Regions from separate parts of the Mus musculus genome. Here region 2 is linked to region 1. Evidence: chromatin contacts called from public Hi-C data. All regions are on one chromosome and are shown on one strand. The core of a region is the stretch at or near the end of the contact, and the rest is flanking DNA. Distances in the headings are between cores, read along the strand shown.

Evidence for each region. A called contact is a pair of places that touch in the nucleus more often than the background predicts.
Region 2: a Hi-C map of cortical neurons shows a contact between it and region 1, with 1.8 times the contacts expected there. The contact joins two enhancer-like sites. A contact is called at or near these places in 3 of 484 Hi-C or Micro-C datasets (the AML12 cell line and cortical neurons) and 3 of 9 other capture datasets (adipose tissue, embryonic tail and pancreatic islet).

The regions. Positions count from the first base shown.
Region 1 is chr9:56,654,181-56,660,531 of GRCm38.p6, reverse strand. The region is part of intron 1 of Gm31642 (a long non-coding RNA gene); the gene reads right to left. It also overlaps a transcript of Lingo1 not described here. Among named protein-coding and RNA genes, the nearest start is that of Gm31642, 6.4 kb to the right of the region's middle. Within about 2 kb of position 2,446, at least 25 of the 459 cell types and tissues checked have an H3K27ac peak or open chromatin away from gene starts, as enhancers often do. A contact at or near this core is called in cortical neurons, where this site is marked.
Region 2 is chr9:56,773,662-56,779,194 of GRCm38.p6, reverse strand. It overlaps a transcript of Lingo1 not described here. Among named protein-coding and RNA genes, the nearest start is that of Gm31586, 20 kb to the left of the region's middle. Within about 2 kb of position 1,459, at least 31 of the 459 cell types and tissues checked have an H3K27ac peak or open chromatin away from gene starts, as enhancers often do. A contact at or near this core is called in cortical neurons, where this site is marked.

The DNA of each region.
Region 1 (6,351 bases), core at 1,197-3,696:
CAGATGAAGGCGAGCTGGAAAACAAGCTGTTTTTCAGAACTAATTCATACTAAGTAGTATATGACTGCTAGAGTTTTCCCAATCTATGGCACTAGTACATGAAGGAGAAGTGTTGCCACCATAGTATCATCGACTGCCAGGGCTCAGTTTTTACCGTGTCAAGCACTGTTCTAACACTGTGCATATATTAAATCACTTAATTAATCCATTAACTCAAATGGATTTCAAATGAGTAGGAAGGGAGAATGTTGAGGGAGAGAGGAGTGAAGCGGTGGAGCCTCTTCCTCCTCTCCTTCCATTCCCACTTGACAACTGAGGAGAAAGCCCTCTGTGAGCACTTCCAGCCACAGCAGACATTAGCATGGATCCCTGGGAGAGCAAGGGATATTGCTGGGGACTCACAGTCCTGTGGGGAGGGTGGGGTTCAGGTGAGACTTCACCCCAGTACCTCAGGGTGCCTTGGAAATCTGGGTGTCGATGTTATCACACAGGCCCACTGGGGAATCAGAGGCAGTGGATTGCTCCTGGGCCCCGAGGCCATGGGACTCTGCAGAACATCCCCCAGGGCTTGTCTCTCAGCCTCAAATGGAGCTGACACAGGAATCCCATGTTGCAATGGGGAGGCTGAGGTCCAGGAGATGTAACTGTGCCCTCTTGCTCCTCAGAAAAGAGCTTGCTCCTGAATACCCCCAGTTGAGGTGGAGAGGGGGCTGCTAATCCCATAGAACATTCCTTCCCCACCACCCCTAGCCCCCTCTTTGGCCAGGTTGCCAGGCCCCCTTTGCCTTCCACCCACCAAGCTGCCTCCAGCTCCCAGACTTCCTCTGGAGGAGGCTGGGCATCTGTGCTAGGCTGCCCACAGCCTCTCCCAGCCACCAGCTTTCAAGGTCAAGCTGCCTGGATATCCAGTAACTGATCCAAGAGGCTTCCATTAGAAATCTCCCAGCCACAGCCAGCTTTTTCCATTGGCCCGGCACTCCACGCTACAGCCTACCCTGTCTAGCCTACCCATTACTCAGCATCAGGACCCTAGAGCCTCTGAACAGAGACAGGGGTGGCACCATTCTGAACTGACCCCCAACCTATCAACTGCTGTGTTCCGTGTGACAAACTCCTTCTCCTCTCTGAACCTCTGTGTCCACACCTAGGATGGTGTCTGGTCATATGATTTTGATATCAAAGTGACAAGGGGAAGGGACAGAGTGGCCACTCTGATGGGGGCCTCCGAGGAGCCCTGCCTGGGGGCCCTCAGGTGGGAAAGGTCTATGCTGGGACTCTTGCTTGTCTCAACAAGTTCAAGCACATATTTCAGAAAAGGTATCGTTAAGGCATTTGAACCAGAATCTTAAGAAGGAGTCTCCTTGACCTGAGACCTGGGCCAGGCTGGCCTCCAGAGTGAGGGAGAGGGAGAGGGGAGGGAAAGGAGGGTGAAGCATGAACAGCTCTGAGAAGTGATGCTTCTCCTCTGCACATCTGACCACAGCAAGCCCATACGCATGCCTGGCAATCTCAACTGTCCTCTCAGGGATCCACCAGGCCCGGCAGACTCTAGTCCCTGCCCTGCCCCGTGCTCAAGCCTACATCCTTGAGGAATCTCTTCTGTCCTCTGTCTGTGTGTTCATGGTCACATGTGATCCCATGACATCAACCCAACCTAGAGTAGCTACTAAAGAGACCCATGTCCCAGGGTGCTGAGCTCTGTGATAAAGCCCACTGATGGTCGCAGGGAAGTAAGGCCCAGCTGGGTGTCTCTCCAGGCCCTGCTGCCAGCCCATCTGTCTTCTTCCTCAGGGGCCCCAGTCTATCTACATGATCTTGTTCTGCCAGGGAGCGTGCCTGTGTTTCTGGCCAGCACTGAGTCCCCTTTGCCTGATGGACCTGAGTGAAGAGCAAATTCATGCTCAGCTGGTGTTGGTTGAGTGAACCGACTCTTTGGGCCTCAGTTTCTGGAGCTGTACATTGAGAGAGAACTCCACAAGTGCTGGGCCCCAGCTGCAGCAGGTGAGAGGGAGGCTCCACCCATCTCGGAGTGAAGATGGAGAGTATCAGAGGGAGGGACACCAGGGTGAGCCCAGCTGAGGTATGGGCTGTAGAGCAGAGCAGGGCCTTCCCCTTAAGACCTTCTACCATGGCCTGGGCCATTTGTGTGCTAGAGCAGAGGTGACCAGAGTGAGGTGTGACTCCTAAGGCCCTTTCCCTTCCACCCCCAGGAAGCAGATGGGCCAAGCTTGGGCGGGCGGTAGATACAGGCCTGGCATTTGTGTATGTGTGTGGTTTTTTAAAAAATCTGACACATTTTTGTCACGTCTTGGTTCATCAGAACAGTGAAGGAGGCGGGAGTGTGAAGAATGTTTTAACTCGCAACTTTGTAAGAGTTCCAGGTTCTCCCGGGCTCCTCCCCCTCCATCAGCCTCCCCTCCCCATGGAGCCTCCAAGCCCATCTGTTCCACAGTCCCTGCTCCCTGCCCCCATCTACCCATCCATCCCTCCTTCAGCAGAGACATAATGGGAGGACTGTGAGAAGGGCTAGGCAGGGAGACAACAGCTTTTGCTTTGTAGTCCTGCTAGACCTGGACTTGCTGTGTGATCTTGTGTCGCTTCTACACACTGTGCCCCATTTATGTGTTCCTGACGGGTCTGGCCCACCACCTGTGGGTTCTCTGGCTCTGACATGCATATAAATGTCTGCTGGAAGGGTTAGAAACAAGAAAGCTAAAAGTAAAACCCACATAGAAAGATCGGGGTTCATAGCCTCCAGAGAGCATGGGTGCAATGGGAGGAAATTGATCAGTCTTTGCTCCTCCTCTTCCTCCTCCCACCTCTTCCCCATCACCATCATCATCACCTGCCGCGCTCACCCAAGAGATGGCCCAGGGCTAGCTGATGTCTGAGGTCAAGTGGGGAGGAGATGGGAAGTACTGGGAACCCAAGTACTACTTACGTTCTACTTGGTACCAAAGGGCCCCAGCAAAGGATGCAGGATGGGTGCTGAGCCATAGAAGACTTGCTCTTTAACCACCAGCCCTGCAGCCCCCAACCCTGGCACCAGCTTCCACTACATTAATCATGGAAATGCCAGCTGGCCTGGAAAAGCAGGGTTATCTACAAGGCAGGCTGGCAGGCACTGCCCTGGTAGGCATGAGAAGTTTGTGAATAGGGAGGGGCGGTGCCCTAGGGCAGCTCAGCCAAGGCCTGGGCTGCTTCTTCATTCCATGGCTTAGAGATCAGGGCTCTGGCCCCCTCACCGTTGCTTGGCAGGGAGGCCTTGGTGCCATTGCCAAGGACAAGAAAACCAGCACCTAGCTCCCCTTCTGTTCCCCATGCCCTTCCATACCTCGCAGGGAACTCCCAAGCCCAGCGTTTATATCATACAGCAAGGGCAGAGGAGCAGGAGGCAGATAAGGCCCATCTCAGAAAGCACCAGATCACTGCTGCCCACAGACAGCTCCTGTGTATCCTGCTGGCCCCTCCACGGGCTGCCAAAGGACAGCCGAGAAATCCAACATGCCCCTTATGGCAGCCCCAGCCAGACCCGGGGCCGGCTGAGTCAATGCGCCCTGCTCGAATCTCGCCATATGGGCGCTGGGCGTCTGCAGGGGGTGGAGCTGGAGTTGCCATGAGAACCCGCACATTGGCATTTCCTCTTTTGGGAGACTGAACTACGTTCTGCAGGCAGTGTAGGCTTCTGAATCCCAATTCTCTGTGTTTTTAGGAAGGGAAAAAGGGCAGGGGAAGGGGGTGGAAGAAGGCGAAGAGAGAGTGTGGCGGAGTCGGGCTGACAGCTCCAAGGGGCAGCTGGCTGTCTGGGACTGTCGAGGATGGACCAGGGGCTACTCTTCCCCTGGACTCAGCCCAGGGACAAAGCTGGGTCTAGGATCCCTTTCGATCACTAGTTCTGGCCTTGAGTAACTTTTTTTCCTTAAATCATATGGCCTTGTCCCTTACCTGTACCTGTACTCTCTCCTTTCTGCTCTCAGTTGCTCAGGGCAGTGGAAATGGCATAGGGAACATCTAAAAGCAGAACATGCAGGCCTTGCTGTAGAAACCTTAGTTCCCACAGTGGGCTAACAGCACCAACCAGGAGGCTCTCCATACACCTAGGGAGAGGCCTGAGCAGAGTTCATTCTACCATTGTGCCTTAACATAATAGTTCAGGACACATCTCTGACAACAGGTGAGTTAGAGATATGGGCCCAATCCTGGAAGGATGTGACTAAGGTGACTAAGTCCTGGGGAGGAACTACTTGGGCAAGGGGAAGAGTCAGGTGACCAACAGGTTGGAAACTTGCTGTAGAGGAGAATGCTAGCTCTGACCCATCGCACTACCCCAGACATGAGGCAGGTCATGAAACACTGCTGCTCTGTCTCTTGGGGCCAGGTAGGAGCCCAGGAAATGAAAGGGGGCCCAAGGGAGGGACATCTGGCTTTCTTCCCATGAAGCTGTGGGGTAGAGAGGTAGGGCAATGAGCCACCACAGCCCCTGGTCCTGCCTCCAGTAACAGCAGAGCCTGGATGTGGAGTCCTACTGGGTTCTAAAACCTCTACTTAGTTCCTGAGATAACCAAAGGGAATGGCAGTATTTGGCCCCTAAAAGGACTGAGGCTCAGAAAAGATTTATAACTTATCAAGGTCACCTTACTAGAGGGAGTCCCGCTTCCAGGGTGTCCAATCTCTGACCTCTGACCTCTGACCTTCAGGCCTCCCTCACCATCTCCAGCAAGCCACCATGAAGGCTGCAGGGCACAGTGCTTAGCAAAGAGTAGAGGAGGAGGAGGAAAGGCAGTCCCTGTCCTCACTGCCTAGGGACGCTGACCATATCCTGCATGGGGCAGCTGTGAGAGCCCAGCTTGGAAGGGGCCCTTTCCTGGCCTCATATGGATTGGGAATGAGTCCTGCCTTTACTGAGTACCCGCTCTGGCTCCCACTGCATGTTGTTAAACCTTCCTTAGCCTCCATGTCTTCATCTGGAAAGGGGTGGGGGACCACAATGACATTGTGTCAGTCAAACTAGCTGACTAAACCCCTAAGAGTTCCCACAACACCAGCTCCTTCCTCAGCCTGTTATATGGACTAGTTCCTTGTCACTCAGGACTCCCCGGCTGACGGCTATAGCCACCATTTTAACACGTACAGCCACAGTTGCCATGGCAGCAGGGAGAAGCATGGCTAGTTTGTCTTGTGACTCATGTAACTTCCACTGAAGTTCCATTGTTCAAAACATGTCACGGGCCACGTGTACCTCCGAAGGGGACAAGAAGTACAACCCTTAACCACATGCTTAAAGGGAAAAAAAAAATCACCAGAGACCTGGTAAACATCCCCCTTCCTGATGGCCTCAGGCACCTGCCACACAGGGATGCTATGAGCATTGAGTCAGCTAAAGCGAACACACAGAATGTACCTAATGAATAGGAGCGCCTCTCCCCTGGGCCCCCAAATCTAAGGGGACCCACCTCCCTTCTCTCTCCTGGCCACGTCCCTCAGATGAATTACCAGCGCTGACAATCCCTATCACAGAGATAAAGACCTTTAGCTTTGGAATGGAGACAGATGGAAACTTCCCCAGGGTATGGTATGAAGGCAGCTGGGGCAGAGAGAACAGACAGGTGCTTCACTCGGCTGAGTCCCTTTTCCAGCCCAGAGCCTCTTTTAACAAATGAAAAAAAAAAAAAAAAAGCCCAGCAGATCTTGGTAATACCTTAACTCTATTAAGGACTTCATAAGACCCAGATCAAATTACAGCTCCTGCAATCGAATGGTAAATCCGATTCCATTCAACAACTGTTCCATTCAACACCACAAGGGCCTAGGGGGTCTGGGTATCCCACTTGGCTGGGGACCTGCCTCTCAATTCACAAAAAAAGGTGCCACTCTCCCTGGCATGGGTGTGCTCTAGAGTTTAAGATCACTGAGTAAGTCCTGGTGTGTAGGGGAGAGTGTGACCTTGGGCAACTCCTTCTCTTTAGGTCTCTGTCTCTCTCAATTCAAAGACTGGCCCAGTCCCCATCCCCATGTCTGACCTTGTGTTCTGAGGGCACTTCTCTTCAAACTGAGGAGACCACGGTGGGAGGAAAGGCCTTACTCCTCTTCCCTCCTTTTGACCTTTCCCCACAAGCCAGGCCCTGTATGCTAGACCCCACTCTGCCCTGCAGGCACAGTCGTGGAAGGACAGAAGGCTGAGGATCTGTGGCAGATGAGAGGCAGACATCACCCAGAGGATATGTTGACATGGGGGAAATGATTTACTTGTTCTACATACACACACACACACACACACACACACACACACACACACACACACACCACACCACACACCACGTGTCTCCTCCAGCCGCAGCCACAGGCAATAGA
Region 2 (5,533 bases), core at 210-2,709, 120 kb before region 1:
GTGCCTAGCTCCTGTCACTCCTGACAAGATCAAGTTCCTACAGAGGCCATTCCATTCCTCACCCACCTGGGCACCTTGAACTTGCCGGGCGGTGTTGTATTGGGTCTGGAGAGAACAGAGTCTAACTGGCTGTCTACGGACAGAACTCAAGTCCCTACTTCTTTCTCAGCTGCATGCAAATTCTCCCCACCCTTCCACCTCTAAATAGTCACTGTACTCAGGGTATGAAAGGGGACACTTTGCAAAGCCTAGCTTACCATAACTATAACAAAATACCTGAAACCGCCATCTTATAGAGCAGTGGTTCTCAGCCTTCCTTATGCTGTGACTCTTTAATACAGCTCCTCATGTTGTGCTGACCCTCAACCATACAATTATTTCATTGCTACTTCATAACTCTTATTTTGCTACTGTTATGAATCATAATGTAAATATCTGACATGCAGGATATCTGATATGCGACCCCTGTGAAAAGGTCGTTTGACCACAAAGGAGTCATGACCCACAGACTGAGTTTAGCTCACAGTTTTGCAGATCCTGCTCTGTGACTGGTTAGCTCCATTACTTCAGGCCTATAATAAGGTAGCACAGCATGGTAGAAAATTTGTACAGCAAAGCCCTTGGTACCGAAGAGAGTGGGCCTCACTCTCCAATGAAAACACACCCTGATTCACCTAAGGACCTCCCACTAGGCCCTAGGCCTCCAGAGTTCAGTCTGCTTCTATTGTGCTTCCCTGGAGCCCATGCCTTTAATACATGAGCCTATGGGAAACTCACAAGCTCCGAACTATAGCAAGATGCTGGTGGAAAATGCTCCCCACAGCCTTCTGGAAATGAGGCCTCGGTGGGCTGTAGAGGACAGAGTGAGAGCTTTGGAGGTGAGTCAGGGGAGCTGGGAGGTCTCTGAAAGCACGGCCCAAGTGCATACCCTAAAACTCAAGGCTGCCATCTCTGACTCATGGGTACTGCGTTTCTGTCTGGGTGTCTTCCCTCCAATCATGATGGGTCATCTCTGTCCGTGTATCTCCTCTGCCCTGAGCGTCTATCTCAGTCCCCAGGCTTCTAGTGGCTCCTTAACAGGAAGTGTGTAATGAGTGGGAGGCTGAGTGAATGGAAGACAGAGTGTTGTCAGAGGGATCAGGTTGGGGGGTGGAGGAGACAGGGTTCTGGGTTGGCTGGGGGCTGCCTTGCTGGGGTTGCCAATCCTTGCAGCTCTGTCTCCAGTCTGTATGACGGGAAACCGCTCAGACTCCACTTCTGTGAGGAGGAAAATGACTTCTAGGACATGCTGTTTGTTGGTAGATTTCTCTCCCCTTCCTCCAGGGCTGCACCTACTTTGGCAGCATCCTGCAGTTGCTGCAGAAGGAACAGGCGATGGATTTTCAGGGCTCTGTGCGCTCTGCTGAGGGGCAGCGATCCAGCAGGGCAGGTTGGAAGGAAGCCCTGCCCCTGCTCTGGTCCCTCGATCCTCCTTAGCAGAGCTCTCACATCCTTTCCTGGGACTCAGCACATGGGCAGGCCCCGTGTCCAGGAGAGCACTGGCTCCTACTGCAGCTCCTCCCTGCCCCAAATCATTGTCATGCTCTGCCTGTGGTCCCATTTCCATAGCAACTTCTTCTGATGCCTCTGAGGAGAGCAGGAGCTTCTAAAAGGGTTGGGGGAAGGGAGCTGGAGACCCAGTCATTGTCTGGGCTCGTGGCAGCGGGGGCTTGAGATGCACTCATGGGGATGGCTTGGCCTGCCAGCTCAGGTGGAGATGGGCTCAGGGCCACCAGCCAGGTGGTCTGGAGGCCTGCCAGGGACATGGCTGTCCTTGTTGGCCTGGCCCTGGCTGGCTCATGCCAGTCTACCGGGAGCCAGCTTGGGCAGGCATTGAGGGCACTCCTGCCTGGCTGGACCTGGCTTGGGAGGAGACCCAGGCCTGACGAATTGTTCAGGCTCTGGCTACTCACCTGGGCCAAGCTGGCACCACGGTGTCCTTCCTTCCTGTCTTGATCTCCAGGATCTTCAGTCATTGAGAGACATCCTTAGGGCCATCTGAATTGGGACACAGTTTAAGGCTGGAGGGCTGTGTGACTAGTGGGTTGTTTCTTGTCTGGTCCTTTTGCGATAGTCCTGGGATAGAGCCAAGGTCCTGCTTGGCACCTAATTCTCTGCCTCCTTCTAGAGGAGAAGCTGCAGCCTGGGAGGCAGGAAGAACCCACCTTCTAGACCTCACCCTCCCACTTGCCGCATGGCTGAAAGTTGCACTCACATCCTTGGCTTGCTAGAACACAAACTCTGGGAGGGGCTCTGAGCCTTTGGCATTTTCTGCCCTCATTGCATTCATCATCTTGGGGCCACATCCTTCCATCCATCAGATCTTAAAGGTCTCTCAGAGGCTCTGGGGATCAGGCCTGTGCTGGATGGTCCCACATGGAAACACCAGACGGCTCCCTGGGAAACGCAGGTGGAGGCTGCTGGGAGGGAGCTGGGTTTTCTAGGTACTTCCCCTCCTGTACTCTCCTCCGTGATCTTTGCCTTTTGTGGACTACTATTTGAAGGAGGATTACCACGGTGCTCCCTGAGTCACACACCCGTGAAATCACGCCTATGATGTGCCTGTCATGTTTTGCGCTAACACAGAGAAAAATAAATGCAAGCCAATGAAAGTCAAAATGTTTGCATCCCGCTTAAATCCCCCCATGCAATCCAGAGACAGACATGTATCTCCACTCTGAGAGACACAGATCTGGGACCCCTGAGTAATAACTCAGAAAAGGATTCAGGACTTTGAGAGGGTAAAGAAACTGAGGGAAAGAGAGAGAGAGAGAGAGAGAGAGAGAGAGAGAGAGAGAGAGAGAGAGAGAGAGAGAGAGAGAGAGAACTTTGCTCAGGGCCACAGGATCACAGAGCAGGAGAGCTGGGAGTACCTGCTTTGTTTCTGGCCTTCTGGTAGTGTCATGTGAGAGACCCCAGGCTGGATCCCTTAGCATCTTTCCTGCTTCTGTCTGGGGAACCCTTGGAGGATGCTTGAAGAGAGAGTAAGGCAGGGAGAGGATAAGTAGGAGCTGCAGAGATCTTTGGGGACAGGTAGGGGTTCAGGCTGGGAGATACTTCCTGGGCTCTGTCGACAGCATACTTTGGGGTTAGCCTGGAACCTGCCTTAGCATCTGGTGGCTGAGGAGGAAGAGGCAAATAGTGGTATTGATGGACACCTACTGTCCTCTGCTATTCCTCTGCTGTCTTGGCAGAAGGAAGAAATCCTTGTTTTATGACTGAGGGAAGTGAAGCTTAGAGAGTTGACTGGTCCAAGATCACAGGGCCAGTTGTGAGGCCAAGTAGCCAGACCCATCCTGATGCCAGATATTCATGTTCCCAGAGCATCCCTGATCCAGCTGGTGGCATGAATGTGCAAGTGCACATGTACCATTGAGTAGAAAGTGTGTGTGTGTGTGTACAGTGTTAATCGCCCAGCTGGGTGCTCTCAGATCCATTTGCATGTTTACCCTTCATAGCATCCTGCTCATCCTTTCTGACAGCACCTCCTCCTCTTTCTTCCCACAGCCTCCTGTATCCATAGGCCCTGAGATTCTGGTACCTATGGGCAAAAGGGCCAACTGAACCAGGCCTAGGCTGATTCCAGCCCAGCTGCACCCAGCACTACCCAGTCACAGGTAAGAGGCCATTTGTGGGTTAGTGGGGCTTTTAGGGAGGGCTGTCTCGGGGCCCTCTATCCACATGCTTCCATCTGTCCCTCTCCTCTGCAATCCAACCCCAGTAGCCCTTGCTGTGGCCGGTCCTGGTCTGCAGCCAGCTCGGAAGCCTGGGGCACTTGTCCCAGCCACATGGTTTCACACACAGTGCTGGCTAATAGGTTCCCATTCGGCTTGGGGGAGGGGGTCTCTAAGGGCAAGCCGAAGCACTCTGCCCTTAGTCCTGTCACATTGTTGACCGAATGTGTGCTTGACTCCAGGTCAGGAGGGAGTGGGAATGTGTGGATGGAGGTAGTCAATGTCCAAGACACTGCCAAGAGGCAGCCTTGGCTCTGACCTGTGGAGTTAATGGGGCTCTGCTGGTGACATTTGGGTCCAGACACCTTCAGGGCAGGACAAGGCTCAGGAACTAGGTGAATGTATTTGTGATGAGTGCTGTCAACTAGATGACCTTGGCTTTCTGTGAATATAGCAGCTTGCCTCTTGTTCTGTACCACAAGGAACAGAGCAACCACTGTGAGAGGGGATCGGCTCTCCTCACTCTGTGCCCCAAGTGAGGGGATGTGTGGAAGCTATGCTCTAACAGATGAGATGGGAGAAGAACAGGCAAGACAGGAAAGGGGCAGAGGGTGCTACTTGGCTTGACTGTGGCTTGATTGTGACAGATAAGTCACCTTACCCCCGTTGTCTGAGCCAGTGGTAAGACTACAATGCTACCTTGTTAAGTAGGAGCAGTGGTGCAGGCTAGACCATGCTGTCCTCTGTCCTAGACTCAGTGGGAGTGTGGGCTCAGAAGATCCCTTCCTGGGCCTTGAGGACAGTTGTGTGGCTGGGAGAGAAAGTTGTTAGGTGTGGCAAGCAGCACACCCCGTTTTTGTTTTCCTGATAAGGGGTGTCACTCTAAAGTCCACTTGCCCCACCAGAAACAGTCCTGATAATTGGTTGGTCCTGGGCGCATTGGTTACCTGTGGTAGTTACCGGGTGTTGGGCAAGAAGCCTAGACGGATGAGCGCAGTGTGCTGAGTTCTGCCTCATCCTGGTCAGAAGGCTGCTGCAGTTCTGCCTCTGCCCTGTGGGCGGCAGCACTGACAGGTACAAGATGGGATCACTCCAGGAAGTGCAGGGCAGGGGGAGCCTGGCAGAGCTGGGGTCTGGCAAGGCTGGCTGAAGGAGATGATTCCAGGCCAAGGCTGGAAGCCTGTAGGGCCCTTTAAAAGCCATCTATTTTTTCTTTTTCTTTTTGGTTATAAAATATAATGTGTGTTCTCAATAGAAAAATGGAAGTGCTTGGGTGTTTTGCCCGTCAGTCTTTTACAAAATATGTATTTATGACATAATTGGGATCAAGCTGCAGTTACTGTTTTCTAACCTGCGTTTTGCACTTAATACTACACCAAGATCATTTTCCCATCATTAAATACTCTTCTATAATGTGATTTTTAATGGCAGCATAATGTTCCAGCCTGTGTTGCCGTGTCCCATTTAACTAGTTCTCTGTTGTGTATTTTGATGGTTTCCAGTGTTTTGTCACCATAATAGAGCCTGGGTGAACAAAGCATCACACGGGGAGGGCGATGCTGGCAGGAAAGGGCTGAGCCAGGGAGGGCAGCCTAGGCTGTACTGTGGGGGTTGGGCACTTGGATGGCGGTTTTGGCTCGGGGAGCTGGGAAGGGGGCTGGAGCCAGCTGTGCTGAGAGGCAGGCACCTGGCATAGTGACCCCCCTGAAATCCTGAAGAAGCCATGGTTTTCTGTTCTCTCCCCTGCCTCTTCGGCTGGTACTTCTTGAAGTGCCTCTGTGTTGGGGAAAGAATAGGGTACCGGGCTGGAGGAAGTGCAG